Linked DNA regions of Zea mays: region 1 is linked to region 2. The links are chromatin contacts, called in public Hi-C maps. All regions are on one chromosome and are shown on one strand. Each heading gives the region's core, a stretch centred on a gene start, on an enhancer-like site or on the middle of the called end of the contact. The rest is flanking DNA. Distances are from core to core; before and after follow the strand shown. Region 1 holds the start of LOC542359 (glossy 8). Region 2 holds the start of LOC103627379 (repressor of RNA polymerase III transcription MAF1 homolog).

What was found. A called contact is a pair of places that touch in the nucleus more often than the background predicts.
Region 1: a contact with region 2 is called in a Hi-C map of ear, with 5 times the contacts expected there. The contact joins the promoter of LOC542359 here to the promoter of LOC103627379 in region 2. A contact is called at or near these places in 9 of 25 Hi-C or Micro-C datasets (bundle sheath, ear, endosperm and 5 more).

The regions. Positions count from the first base shown.
Region 1 is chr5:184,911,771-184,918,271 of Zm-B73-REFERENCE-NAM-5.0, forward strand. LOC542359 (glossy 8) reads right to left here and starts at 2,349. Exons shown (of 3, transcript NM_001111936.1): 1 at 1,569-2,349; 2 at 670-739; 3 at 1-86. The coding sequence starts at 2,221. LOC103628738 (B3 domain-containing protein Os02g0598200) reads right to left here. Exons shown (of 7, transcript XM_020538582.3): 3 at 5,579-6,501; 4 at 4,810-4,911; 5 at 4,513-4,670; 6 at 4,064-4,360; 7 at 3,580-3,963. The coding sequence ends at 4,103.
Region 2 is chr5:184,617,656-184,624,931 of Zm-B73-REFERENCE-NAM-5.0, forward strand. It overlaps LOC103627379 (repressor of RNA polymerase III transcription MAF1 homolog), which reads right to left and starts at 2,865. Exons shown (of 11, transcript XM_008647669.2): 1 at 2,724-2,865; 2 at 2,421-2,487; 3 at 2,245-2,315; 4 at 2,111-2,160; 5 at 1,124-1,197; 6 at 817-879; 7 at 398-485; 8 at 30-92. The coding sequence starts at 2,452.

The DNA of each region.
Region 1 (6,501 bases), core at 1,099-3,598, 290 kb after region 2:
GCAGCACGAGCATAGGTGTCAGCAGATGGGACCATGAAGGAAGACTTCCTGATGGATGCCATCTTTGTCGCCACGTATAAGGGCACCTGGATAGATTGAAGAAATACAACATATTACTGACAAAACCGTTGCAATTACTTGCAAAAGCACTAATTCTCCAATTGATCAAGAAGCATTATCAAAAGGTAGACACAAATCAGTTCAGCAAATAAACAAGCTCAACCAAGTTTAGTAGAACATGTGAAATGATGCTTCAAGATGGTTAATTTTAGACGTTTGGAAATTTCAGAATCACTTCAGTTTGTGAGGGCTAAAGGGCAGGCCTGGTGCAGCGATGAGAACTGTCTCATTGAGGTCACAGGTTCGAAGCAACCTCTACATATTTGCAGGGGAAAGGCTCGCCTCACTTTATCCCTTCCCAAGATACCTCTCATGTGTGATAGTTTGTGAGGACTAACATGAGCCTGAAACAACTAGAGTGTTTCATCAAAATTTCTTTTAATTCTTTAGAAAGAGAACAGAGATCGAGAAACTATAGTTGAAATGGAAAATTGGAATTTGGTGAGAGGCAATAAATCATTTCAATAGCACAAAACTAAGTTAAGATAACTGTATAAATGGTTGATAATTTGAGACAAGATACATTCGATGCAAAGATAGATTTGTTACCTGGCATTGCACATCAATACCCTTGCTCTTGTACTCAACATAGAGGCATCTTGAGAATTGGTCAACATACCTGGAAAATACAAATAACATTATTTTTAGTGTGCACTTAGTAAGATCAAGAGAATGTGTGCATCTGCCTAATTACAGCTATTTTTGAATTACACACACACACGCACGCGCCCGCCCACCCACCCACCCACACCCACCTATGGAAGAATCATCATGCTCGCATTTTCAGCTAAATATGTAGTGCATAACACAAAGATACACAAACAAATAGGAGGCCTTACATGATAATATATCATTGTTTATAGGTTTTTCAACTATTCATCTAATATTAGATCACAGGATAATATAGCCCCACTATTCAGTGAGCTCTAATAGTTGCAAGCAGGATGGATGTTAGACCAACTCAACAGGAGCATCACAAAAGTTTTTTTTAGTTCTTAATTTCTTATGCAAACAAAAACCAGTACGCCTTACAGTAAAAGTTTTTTTGCTTATGCAGTTACCTATCTTTTTCTTTCCCCTAAGGAGAAGGATCATACGTCAGATCTAGACATTTCGAGTAATCCTAGACTGATGGAATTTCAGTACCCAACTAATTCTAGCATCTGAATGCATATCTAACTAACTCCCCCTATGATTGCATCAGAATCTGGCATGACCAACACGCAAGGTAGGGATTCACACTGAAGGCGTTTCCTCTGATTCCTGATCCCAGTGTTGCTACAATAGTTCCCAAACCATGTAGGCAAGAAAGACGTGCTCCTTTTGTTCTCGATCAGTCGCAATCTTACTTGTACTAGAAGCCATCTATCCTAGAATCGAGCCAATCTAAGCTATAGCATGCGCAACGGACAGCATGGAAGCAGTGACTAGGAAAACGGGGAGCTCACGCTTTGGTAGCGGCGTAGACGGAGTAGAGCGGATCAGAAGGCACGACGGAGGCGGCGCCGGAGCCGATGTTGACAATGGCGCCGCGCTTCCTCTCGACCATGGCCGGCAGCACGGCGTGCGTGACACGCGTGACGCCCTCGACGTTGACCCGGATGAGGGTGCGCATCAGCTCCTCGTCCACCTCGTGGAAGTAGCGCGCGTACGGGTAGGACACGCCGGCGTTGTTGACGAGCACGCCGACGTCGAGGCCCCGGATGGAGTCCTTGAGCGCCTCGACGGCGGCGGCCAGCCCCTCGCCGGCGAAGTCGAGCACGAAAGTCCGCACCTCGGGGACCTTGGGGTGCCTGGCCTTGATCTCGGCGGCGACGGCGGCCAGCTTCTCCTGGTTGCGGCCGACGAGGACGAGCCCGAGCCCGGACGCGGCGAGGCGGAAGGCGACGGCGCGGCCGATGCCGTCGGTGGCGCCCGTCACGACGGCCCAGGCGCCGTAGCGGCGGCGCAGGGGCTTGCCCGGGCGGAGGAACGCGGCGTAGACCCAGAGCGCGAAGCGGGCGGCGGCGCGCACGGCCACGAGCAGGCCCACCGCGGCCAGCGCCAGCGCCCACGCCGGCTGCGCGCGGAGGAACTCGACGTGAGCGCACGTGCCGGCCATGGCGGAGTGTGATTTGGGGAGCTGGAGGAGAGAGCAGGGCTCGGCTCGGCTCGGCTGGCGACCGATGCAGTGCGGTGCGGTGCTGTGCGGTGTGCCTGCCCCTGTGTCGAGCTTATAAGGGGCATGACCTATATCCGGTGGTGGGTGGAACTGGTGCACCAAGACTAACTGAACACGAACTCATGAAATCTCTCTCTCTCCTCCGTAGGCAGTAGTAGAGTAGTAGGCTCGTAGTCGTAGAGTTCGTATGGACGGACAAATTTCAAAGTGGATTTTCAAGTTCTTGTAGTGGTGCTCTTATAGAGAAATTCTTCCTCATTTATTTTTTACTTGTCGTCGTTTTAGTATAAAAATAAAATGACGGATAATAAATATTTAAGAATGAAAGTAGTAGTATAAAACTGGATAAATTCATTGCGGAGAAAGACCACATCCTAGCGGACAACCTTTCTTTCTCACTTCCTCGTGCAGGTTACAAAGGAATGCGAGTCAAAGTAGCAGTCTTTACGTGAGATACAAGCGTTCGGCTGCCCTCTTCATCAGCCAAGGCAGCTGCGCAGGAACAGTTTTTACTCTCAGGGCCAGGGGTAAGGGTAAGTTACAACAAACAGACGGAGACACACAGATTATAACATAGCACGCGCCACACTCTTTGGGCACGTCAAATTCACCGACGTAACCGTTGACGTGTTTGGTAGGCTCACCTGCCAAGTCATCAGCCTATTCGCGTGGCAGATGAACCGGCGAGCTGCGGAGGTTGACTGGCATGGCATCCAGACCAGAGGCCGGAGCAGATGCAGATCAGAGGCAACCCGCTCACGGTGCACCGGGCGCATCTCCAGCTCTGCTGTAATAACTGTGGATTTGATGCGCATCTTGGCTGTGCCTTGACGAAGGGGACAGCGGGGTTGGCACTTGGCAGGTCGGGTTTGATGAGCCGAAATAATGACGGGGGCCGTTGGGGATGTGGTCGCCGGTGGCGGGCGGAAATCCCAACCCTTGTGCACTGCACGACCGTCGAGGCGTCGTGCTGGCTGCTGAGCCACTGCCAGGTGGGACGCGAGTGGCGAGCCGTGCCGCGCAATGGACGCGAGTGGGTGCCGGCTTCAATCCAGGCAGGTGGGAGAGGGGGGAATGGGAATCGATCGATGGATCAATGCGGCTGCCGGCTACCAGTAGCAGTAGCAGCATGGGCGTTGGGCAAACACCGCCTTGCGCGGATGGAAGTCTTGTCACGACGCCGCGAATCCATCTGCGACGACGACGTCGCTTCCACAATCGGAACGGTTTGCATTTTCCTCTAGGAGAGCATCGAAGATTTTTTTTTAGTGTAAACCCATAAACGGTAAGGACAATAGTAAGTAGTAACAGTACACTATTATATACTGAAATCTTTATCCAGTTCAGGCATGGTCGGAATGTTCAAACGGCAGAGAGCAAAATCGACCATGACCACCGCGCGCACATGGCTGCAACATCACAGCACATGGTTACACCACCACTTCCAAGTCCCAACCACACAACACATCACAATTCATGTTGCAGTCCCACACTGCCCGACTTCTACAGTACTACTACAGCTGTGTCGCTCTATGTTTTTATAGGCTGTGGATCGTCAAAAATCCACGCAGAAACGCCTGACCCACATGGTTTCTCCATGACTTCCAGCAAAAAAAAGGGGGGGCAGACCCACATGCTTTTCACAAGGTCCGCAAGTCGGCTGCACCATGCTTCTTGGAGGTCTGCACACTCGCAAGTTGCAAACGGGTTATTAGGGAAAGAAGACAAACCACTCGACTGACAGGTAAAAAAAAAGACAAACCACAGAGTTTAGCAGCCCACCTAACAGAAGAGAAGCGCACAGATAAAGCCGGGGCGGCTTTAAATTTTGTGATCAGACATCCGGACAGAGTACACCGGCTCACCATCGTCTGGCTCCTTAACAAGTTCGCAAACATCCCCAGCCCGAAGGTCGTTTGATGCCACGAAATGTTTCCAGCCCGCGGTGAATCCCACAAATAACAGGCTGTCGTGGTAAACGACAGGCCATAGTCTCTTCTTGGGGTCCTTCAGCATTATGACATCATAGTCATGCCTTCTCTGTCGTCTAACTGCATTGGAAAGCGACTTGGATAGGTCCTGGGGGTGACAGTGATCAGAAACACCTTTTTAGCGATGTGGTCAGAAACTTAAAAAGAACTTTACAACTATGAACATGTACAGTGATGTGATGTCCGGTATCGATGTAAAATTAGTCAAAGAAGACCAGTTATGGAATCTGCACAACTCACAAGCCATTTCTGAGTAGTATCAGGAATGCACAGTTGGAAGTTGATCTCTGGTGGAGAATGATGATCCGGCTCCGGAATTTCGTCCTTTGTAGGCAACAAAGACTCTGGGACCTCACGGTTACTAGACATTCTGCCTTCCTGTTTGGTGGAACGGTGTTCTGCATGAGTCACAATCCAACAGACTAATTAGAAACACACTATCCGATCAGAAACCACTCTTTAGTTTTATATTCAAAGAAAACATGTTATCCACCCTTTAATTTTACAATCAAACAAAACAAGTTAAAATAAGCTCACCTGACTCGTTGGCAGGTACAACACTGTTGCAAATTTTGCTGCGTACACCGCTCCTCGCTGGCTCCGCTTGATCCATTTTGGTTTCAAATTGAGCAGTAGTTCCTACCAAACATAGATTCGATAATATGCTATAAACAACAATTATATCCACAATAAACAACCAAGAGATCTTTGAAAAGAAAAACAGTTGAAGTGATACTAGAAAGTTAAAGAGCACACCACCACCTTTTCCATTGACATTATGTGCAGTCTCCATCATGCTATTCTTGCATTTAGATATTTCGTCAGGACTTGAGGTTTTCTCAATGGACCCTGTTAACATTGATTCAATAAAGGCACAACTTCCTTCAGACCTGCTAGGGTTTAGTCCTAGTGCAGCATATTTACCCGCAACTACAGGGTTTGCACTCAACCAGACATTGTTACTTTGGCTATGTACAATGCTTCCCATGGGTTTGTTCTCCTTTTGCTTCAAGTAGAACAGAAGCACCTATAGAATGATAATGGAAACTATTTCTCTACTACAAAAAACCATTTACCACCGCAATAAACTCTTCTTCTTTTGAATGAAACAGCACAGAAGCTTTGACATCATATGGCCTTGTTTGGATGCACTTAGTATCCACCTCTTGGAGTGGATTAGGATGTAACTTAGTTTAATTTCCCCTCCAATCCACGCCAACATGGGTGGATTGAGGTAGATACCAGTGCATCCAAACAAGACCTATACTGGTAGCTATAATAAAGAAAATTATGAGACGAAGCGCACCTCCATCTTTCTCATTGATGCTATAGTTGATCTCTGTCCCATCACGTCCGCAATCGATTACTCTGTCAGCACTTGATGGTTCTTTGATGGGCATTGTGAATACTGGTTGGACACATTCATGATTTCCCTCGGAACAAATGTACTCATCTACTGGGTTCAGTTCAATCAAACCGTAACCATCAACCAACATGCCGTCAGTTTTTTGTGGGTTTTCATGTTTAATCGGTGCAGTGCAATCAAGAGCTGTTTGATTGTTCACAACATCCTTCCTCCACTTCTCCAAGCATCGGAAACCTCCAGGAGCTTCATATTTTCTATTAAAGTTTTGGATAATGATCATCTTGCTATAATTATGATAATCTTCCGCGGTTGTCCTAGAATCTAAAGGAATGGCATTTGTTCTTTGTTTTCTGCCTAAATTTTCATCTGAATCATGTAAATCTAAGAGAGCTGTAGCACTTATAATTTGAGATACTGTTTTTACTTCACTGCATGTTGCTGAAATGCACTTGGTTCCACACTCAATTTCAGGGAAATTCCCCTTCTCGTCAGCTAGTACAGCTGAGGGTCCATTCCCAATGCCACTTTGAGCTCTTATAGGGTCCTCATTGGTATTAACAGCCACAAGACTTATATCTGAATCTGGTCCTGATGTGGCTAGCTTCATTGTATCCTCTTTTTCATGCGCGGAAGGTTCAGAATCTTCAGAATCTATAATCATAATTACTGTTTTTCCTTTGCTGCACAGTGGAGTACCCTTTGTTTTGCACTGTGGACCAATCAAATTACCACTGATATCTTGTGCCACTGGTCCAGATCCAACCACACGTTCAACTCGTTTAGGGTCTTTTTTTGTATTGCAAGTTACATGACATGTTTGAGGCACTTTGGTCCTAGGACATTCGCCAGAAACATAGTAGCCA
Region 2 (7,276 bases), core at 1,615-4,114:
CAGACCAAACATTATAAGTGAATCCTGACCTCATCAATTGCTTTAGTCATACTGTCCAGAAGAGAACTGCCTTCATTTGTGGCTGCCCATTGCTGAACAGAAGTCCAAATTCAGGTAGGCATATCAAACAGTGAGAAAGGCAAAACAAAGTATCAGGATCATTTTAAATTAGCTAAGTTATACTATGCCCAGTAAATCAGTTATTGTACTCCCTCTGTTTCTTTTTAGTTGTCGCTGGATAGTGCAAAATTGAACTATCCAGCGACAACTAAAAAGAAACAGATGGAGTAATTTTTTTTCTTTTTTGGAATATGCAGTCTAGCTAAACCAATCTATTTATATGAACAGAGTAAAAAAATGCAAACCAAAAGATAAAGAGGAAATCATAAATGATTACCCTAGAGGCATCAGATAAGTAGGTGTCTACCATCTGCTTGAAACTTTCCAACTCCTCTTCTTGGAAGAACAAGTGTGCCCGAACAGCACTGATAAGTGAACAGATGTTGACAAAAGGATGTTAAATTTAATCTGAAGGTCGTGCTATCATGAATGTGTAACATGATAGTCAGGAGACCTTAAGAAAGTCAGATATATCAAATACCAAAGACCAAGGGAAATGGAGAGAATTGAACTCTCAGCTCAAAGAGCAACGGTTATTAATCCGTCTGTCATACCATCTGACAACACCCCCTTAGGCTGGTCGGAAAGGACAAAAGCGGGTTTGCCATATCGCCCAGAGAAAGCTGACTATGGCATTACCCAATATCCTTCCTCCCAGATAATATTAGAACACACTTGCTACAAAGACAATATTACCTGAAATCATAATCTGGATATATGTGGCCAAGAGTGAGAACTAGATATATCAATGTTTTCCGGCTAGACAAACATCAAATGAAAAAAAAATATAAGTTAGGCTATGTAAAAAGAAAATATGAATAACAGATAGAAACTTTTGCAAACATACAACTGGGTCAAACCCCAATTTGTTGGATGCCTCAATGAATGGTGGGACCATGGCCCACCTGTCATTGACAGACCCAGTGGTAAATGAAAAACTGGTAGGGTTGACCATTGGAATGTTTGCAATTTTTTCTAATAAATATATTTCACAGATCCCTACCTTGATCTGGAGGCCAAGTGCTCCACTGGTGAAGACGGGTCACTATCAGAGGACTTGCCAAGGTAATCAAGAATCTGAAAGCACAACAGAGGATTTAGATTGGCATGATTACAAATAGCGTACACCAATTCAAGGCTGGAAGTGGAACATCAACATTTAAAAAACATGCATACATATAAACATCATACATGCATTCTTTGTGGGCTTTTAAATGACAAGCATTAAGTTTCGCTTGGAAAAGAATGTTCTAAAGATCCTAGTGAATAGATTGCACAAAACACAAACTACAACAATAACAACTGTGAATCTGTGATATCACATATGTGACATTCAGTAAATTTTAGATTAAGGAGAAACAATCTTTGGCTTCTGATCAATCAATCAAACAACTATGCTCCCATTGACTTATTCAAAACAATGTTGAAGACACAAACAGCCTACAAGCCCACACGAAAAGCAGAAGACAAAGCCTAACATGACAGGTGGAAAAGCATAGTACTGCAGCTTGAAGAAGGGTGGCATTAAGCAATGATGTTGTACTTGTACATGAATGATTCCATGATTCTTCATGTATGAAATATAATATCTACAAAACTAATCCCTGGTAAGCATCAAATCCATACATGAGAGAAGGTACCTAAACTAACTTCACATAAAGTATAACAGGAGAGGTCCACTGGCCGAAAAGCGAAAAATAGAAAGAGAGGCTCCCTTTTGCAATAAATAACTATGAATAAAGGAAGCATGTTAGACGAAAAGGTGAGTGGAAGCAAATAAGCCCAAAATGAGTGTACCAACCAGGGCTTATTGGACTATCTGAAAGTATCTAAACAATCAAAACATTTTGCTTCCTTCTACTATGATTCCAACCAGAGAGGACAAAATTTTCTAAACAAAACACTGTAGATTACACATGATTTATAGCCTTGTTATAAGAAAAATGATCTCAGTGATAAAACAATCCATGGGTCCAGGAAAAGCATGCACCTCATGTTCTAGGCTTATTGAAAGCCGGCGGTCTGTCGCAGTGTGCTTGCCTGCAAATTAACATACCAGCTTATTGAAAGCATGTAGCTCATGCTCAACAAAAGACGCAATGAAGCATGTTCCTAGTTTCTTACATGAGAAGGCCTCAAGGTTCCCTCTGATTGTACAATCACCAAGGTCGAGCTGCTCGAGGAACAAATTTATACTGGAAACATCAACAAAACAACAAAAAAACCAGTAAACTGGGGAAAACGAATTGATCGCATGCAACCAAAAGCACAGCACCGGCAACAGAAAACACCACGTTTACCTGTCGAAGGGGGTGTATTCTAAAAACTTCATGCTGGGTGGCTTGTGAACTCATAAAATAGTCAAATCTGGACGTGTCTCGCGAATTGGGATTCAGAACAGGGGCGGGCCCAGCAAAGGATACACCCAATAGTTTTTGCAAAGCAATCGAAGTTAGCAGCCATGATACATGCATATACACTTGTAATTAGATTCAGATCCGACTACGAATAGTATGTTAGGGTTCGGGCGCACGGTTTTACCTACGAATCACGGGCGCACGTCTTCGTACAGCAGGGAGGAAAGACCAAGGGGGAGAAAATACCTGGTGTCCTGGTGGTGCTCGTCGCCGGCCAAGCTGTCGGGTGGAGAGGAGGCCGACACCGCCCTCTGCGGATGGATCGGGAGTAGGAAGAACCGAGTAAGGAGAGAGAAGAAAGAAATGGAAAGATTATAGGCCGACAGATGGACCCACGTGACAGGCGTGTTTGTTAACTTACCAAATGAAAAAATAGGATTAAAATATTAAAAATGTCTTATTTTTATGTTTTTTTAACTAACTCAGTTGAGTATAGACCCAGGATATTAAAATAGCTTTGTTTGGATCCTTAAATTTCATTCTAATAATAATAATTTAGATAAAGAACAATTAAGCTAATATAGTTTTATATAAAATATATTTATATATTATTATTAGCAATACTGCTAAATTTTTACTATATAGAAATGAGTCAAAAAACGTTATAAGTTGTAGAGTAGAAACATATTTTGTTAATATATAAAATTATTTTTTATATTTCACTTCATAAATTTGAGATGGGCTTATCTTTGAGTTATAAAAAGTGGAAAAGTGGCAGGATGTTAAATTCCAAATCATATAGAATACTTATTTTTGTAAATTTCAAATTCTTCAAAATAAATAGATCTAAATCGTACCGAAGAAATTTGAAGAATTTGTTGAAGGACTTGCTTACCAACGAAACGAAAAAATTAGCTAGGGATGGCAATTTTACCTGCGGGTCCGGGTACGAATTTGTACCCGCGGGTCTTGCCACGTACCTGACCCGTGTTAAAACCGGGTCGGGTATGGATATTTTTTGTCGCCCGCGGGTTACCCGTGGATATCCGTAAAAACTAAAAAACTAGCGAGCATGTATCATGAAAACTTGAAGTGTTTTCATATTATGTTCTGTATGCTTGTGTTGACACATAATTTATGAAGACTTGTTTGAAGTGTTCCTGTACGCATAAGTTCTCTGAAATTTTTGCTGGTTATGATTATATTTTTTGGAATTTTTCTGTATTATATATATATATATATATATATATATATATATATATATATATATATATATATATATATATATATATATATATATATATATATACCCGCGGATACCCAATACCCGACAGGTACGAGCACGGATACAATTTTTTACCCACAGGTATGGTCACGAGCGAGTATTTATTGTACTTAGTCCGAATCCGACCTGTTGCCATCCCTAAAATTAGCCAAAGGCCGGACTCCCGCTCCACAAGGCCTAGGGAGAGGGCAACAGAGACGGGGATGGAGATGAGAACATGATGGCGATCCCACTATGCATGGCATGGAATATGCGGTTTCGTCGACTGGATCTGGATGGATGGATGCCAAAGGCACCTTGTCCTCCGTGAATAGCATGTTGTTTCTTTTAATAGAAAAAAGAAAATGTGCGGTGTGTCTCTAGTTCCGGAGTCATGACCAACTATTATTAATTTACTAGAAAAAGAAAGCGCCCCATTGTGAGCTGTATCAGACATACTCAGGAATAGTTCATTGAATAAAATGTTTCTTCGCAAAACGCATAGGTTGTTTAGACATGGGATTATACCCATGGGCAAAACCATCCTTAGGTTTGCTAGTGTCGACATCATTTTATATGAGTGTCGTTAACGTTATAAATAGTATTTAAACAATATTTTACATTGTATTTTCTAAACTTGGCTATTCAATGTTGCCCTCTCACATGTCACCAAACTTGGACGATGAGTATGTCCCCTCTTGTAAACAATATTTTACATCATTTTATATGCTAACACTAGCTCCGCCCCTGATTTCTATCTTTGGACGATGAGTATGTCCCCTCTTGTATAGCATCATGTTGCCCTCTCACATGTCACCAAACTTGGCTATTGTCTTCAAACAATCCCAAATCGTAGAAGATTGTACCGTATTTGAGTGATTGCACAAGAATATAAGAGAACTTTATAGTGGCCTGCCAAAGAGTAATTGTCAGCGGGATCTCGTTGCTAGCATAATGTTACAAGCAGTAACGATTTCCAAATGGGGGATAACATTCTAACAACAATTACCAGAGCAAATGTAAAAAGGCAACGCTAAATACATCCCAGCAGCTCGCTCTCTGTACGATGCAAATCTTTTTGTGGAGATCACAGGTTGAACAGAGGTGGCATTGGTAATTCTTATGTACGGTAGTACTGTTGCATACATGGCACCCATTACATTGAATATATCATGTTGGGTCTCCCTAGTAAGTACACATCAACAAAATTTGTGCTCGATTCAGTTCACTAGAAAGAGAACCATGTGTAAGAGTATTCAGATAAATTGCTAGCAGAGAAATCAATCAGGGAGCGTATCTTCTATAACCGAATTTCTAGCAAATGGTTCCAAACAACAAGAAAATTAATGAATAAAAGAGATGTTATTTTGAACTAAAATGCGAGAAATAAAAAAAAACAGAAGAAGTATAATATAGAAAATTTGTTATTCTTTGAATGACACTAGGCTTCTTTAGTAAGTTTCAATGGCCAGTATACTATTGGCGTAAACTGCTGTTTTGAGTGTTTTTAGTAGGGGGTTTAATTTTATCACTGACTGAGAATAAATCACCACGAGTATATGATGTTTACCTACATAGCCCTGTTCAAAGTCTTTGCGAGAACATTCAGTATTGTCTCGGGCATATACCGCGAATCCTTTTCCACTCTCCAAAGATGAACTAAGAAAGCCTTTACGCGCGGTTGAGTCTATTTTTTTTGGATGCATGCTGGACAAGCTGCAACAAATTTTAGAATAAATTAGAGGGAGAACGGTAAATGGCATTGCAACAAATAGAATAAAAAACTATTAAACAATACTTATGCATAAGGAAGATTTCAGTATGCACTCCTTAAGGCTAGATGTACTTTTCAATGGATCTCGGTAGCTACAGAAATTTTAATTCACAATGGCATGTGATATTTTTTCAGTTTTAAAGAAAAACATAAGAGATATACTAACCTTAGTGAGAAAAGAATATTAAATGTACAAGAAGTCCTCACACACAGCATTCTAGACTCCAAATGTTGTCGTTTTCCTTTCCTAACAGACCACAACACGCGTCAACACATAAAATAAGCGTGATCTAAGGGTGCGTTTGGTTAAAGAGTGGAGGAGAATGGACCGGCTCTTTTCTAGTTTTTTGGATGTTTGTTTTCCAACAAAAGAGGAGCAGAGCGACTCCTGAAGACTCCATATAGAAAATTTATCATAAATAATTGGAATGCTCCGCTCCACCAAAATGGTTGAATGCGAGCGCTCTCTCGGACGCGAGCGCTCTCCTTCATCTTCTCCCCTCTACACTCATGTGGCTCTCCAACCAAACAAAGAACAGATCGGCTCTGCTCTATTATACTCTTCAACCAAACAAAAAATATAGTGACTCTGTTCTGCTTGCCAAACAGATAATAGAATAGTTACATTCTCAAAAACTAGAATGAAACTGTTCCATTCTGATTGACTCTCCAACCAAACGCACCATAGAATTAACGTTGGTTGAGACCTCATAGCATAATTTCGTAACTAGAACTACATAGCATAGTTTTAGAAGCACTTGGAACCTTATCTTTTGGCTTTTAGTCAAAATAGGGGAAAAAGAGGAAGACAGAGAGAAGGTACATGAGGTTTTTTACTGCTCATCTCTTATTGTATTTTCTTACAACGTAAAACTAAGGTCTAGTTTTAAATACACTAGAGCTAATAGTTAAAAAAAATTATTAATGAAATTAGTTGGTTAACAAATATCTAGCTAACTATTAGCTAATTTTAGCTGGATTTAACTAGCTAATAATTGATGGATAGTTGCGAGTGTAATTAATAGTTTGTTGGACTATTAACTGAGAGTGTTTGAATGTCTCTAGCTAAAAGCAGCTAATAGCTAGACTATTACTTGGGTTGTTTAGATGTCACCAGCTAATTTTAACAACTAACTATTAGTTCTAGTGCTGTTTGGATCCATGTGCTAAACTTTAGCACTACACTTTTAATAAAGTTTAGCACTTAGAGGTCCAAACACAAATGCTAAAAGATACTAAAAATGAAGTGATAAACTTTAGCACCCATTAGCATAAGAGGAGATAAGGTTTAACACGTGAGATCTAAACAGGTCCTTAGTGCATTAAAACAGTGTCTAGACCAAACAAAGTCTAAAAACAAATGGTCAGTAACTACCGAGGTAGGAAGCCTAGTGTTTTCGATAATTATATCACATACATAGTCGTACCTTTATTAAGTAAATTTCAATTTCTCTAATGCTTCATTTGGATATCGATATTGAAAGATATGGAATTGAATTGTGTTCCATATCAAATTAGTCATGGTATTGAAAGGTATGGAATTGAATTGTGTTCCATACCAAATTAGTCATGGTATTGAAACGAGATGTAATTCTAATTCTATTTGAAAGGAAAATAGGCTTACACCTTTTTCTAATTGATTTTGGTGGTTGAATTGCCCAACACAAATAATTGGACTAACTAGTTTGCTCTAGATTATAAGTTTTACAGGTGCCAAAGGTTCACAACAAACCAATAAAAAGACCAAGAAAGGTGTCGGGT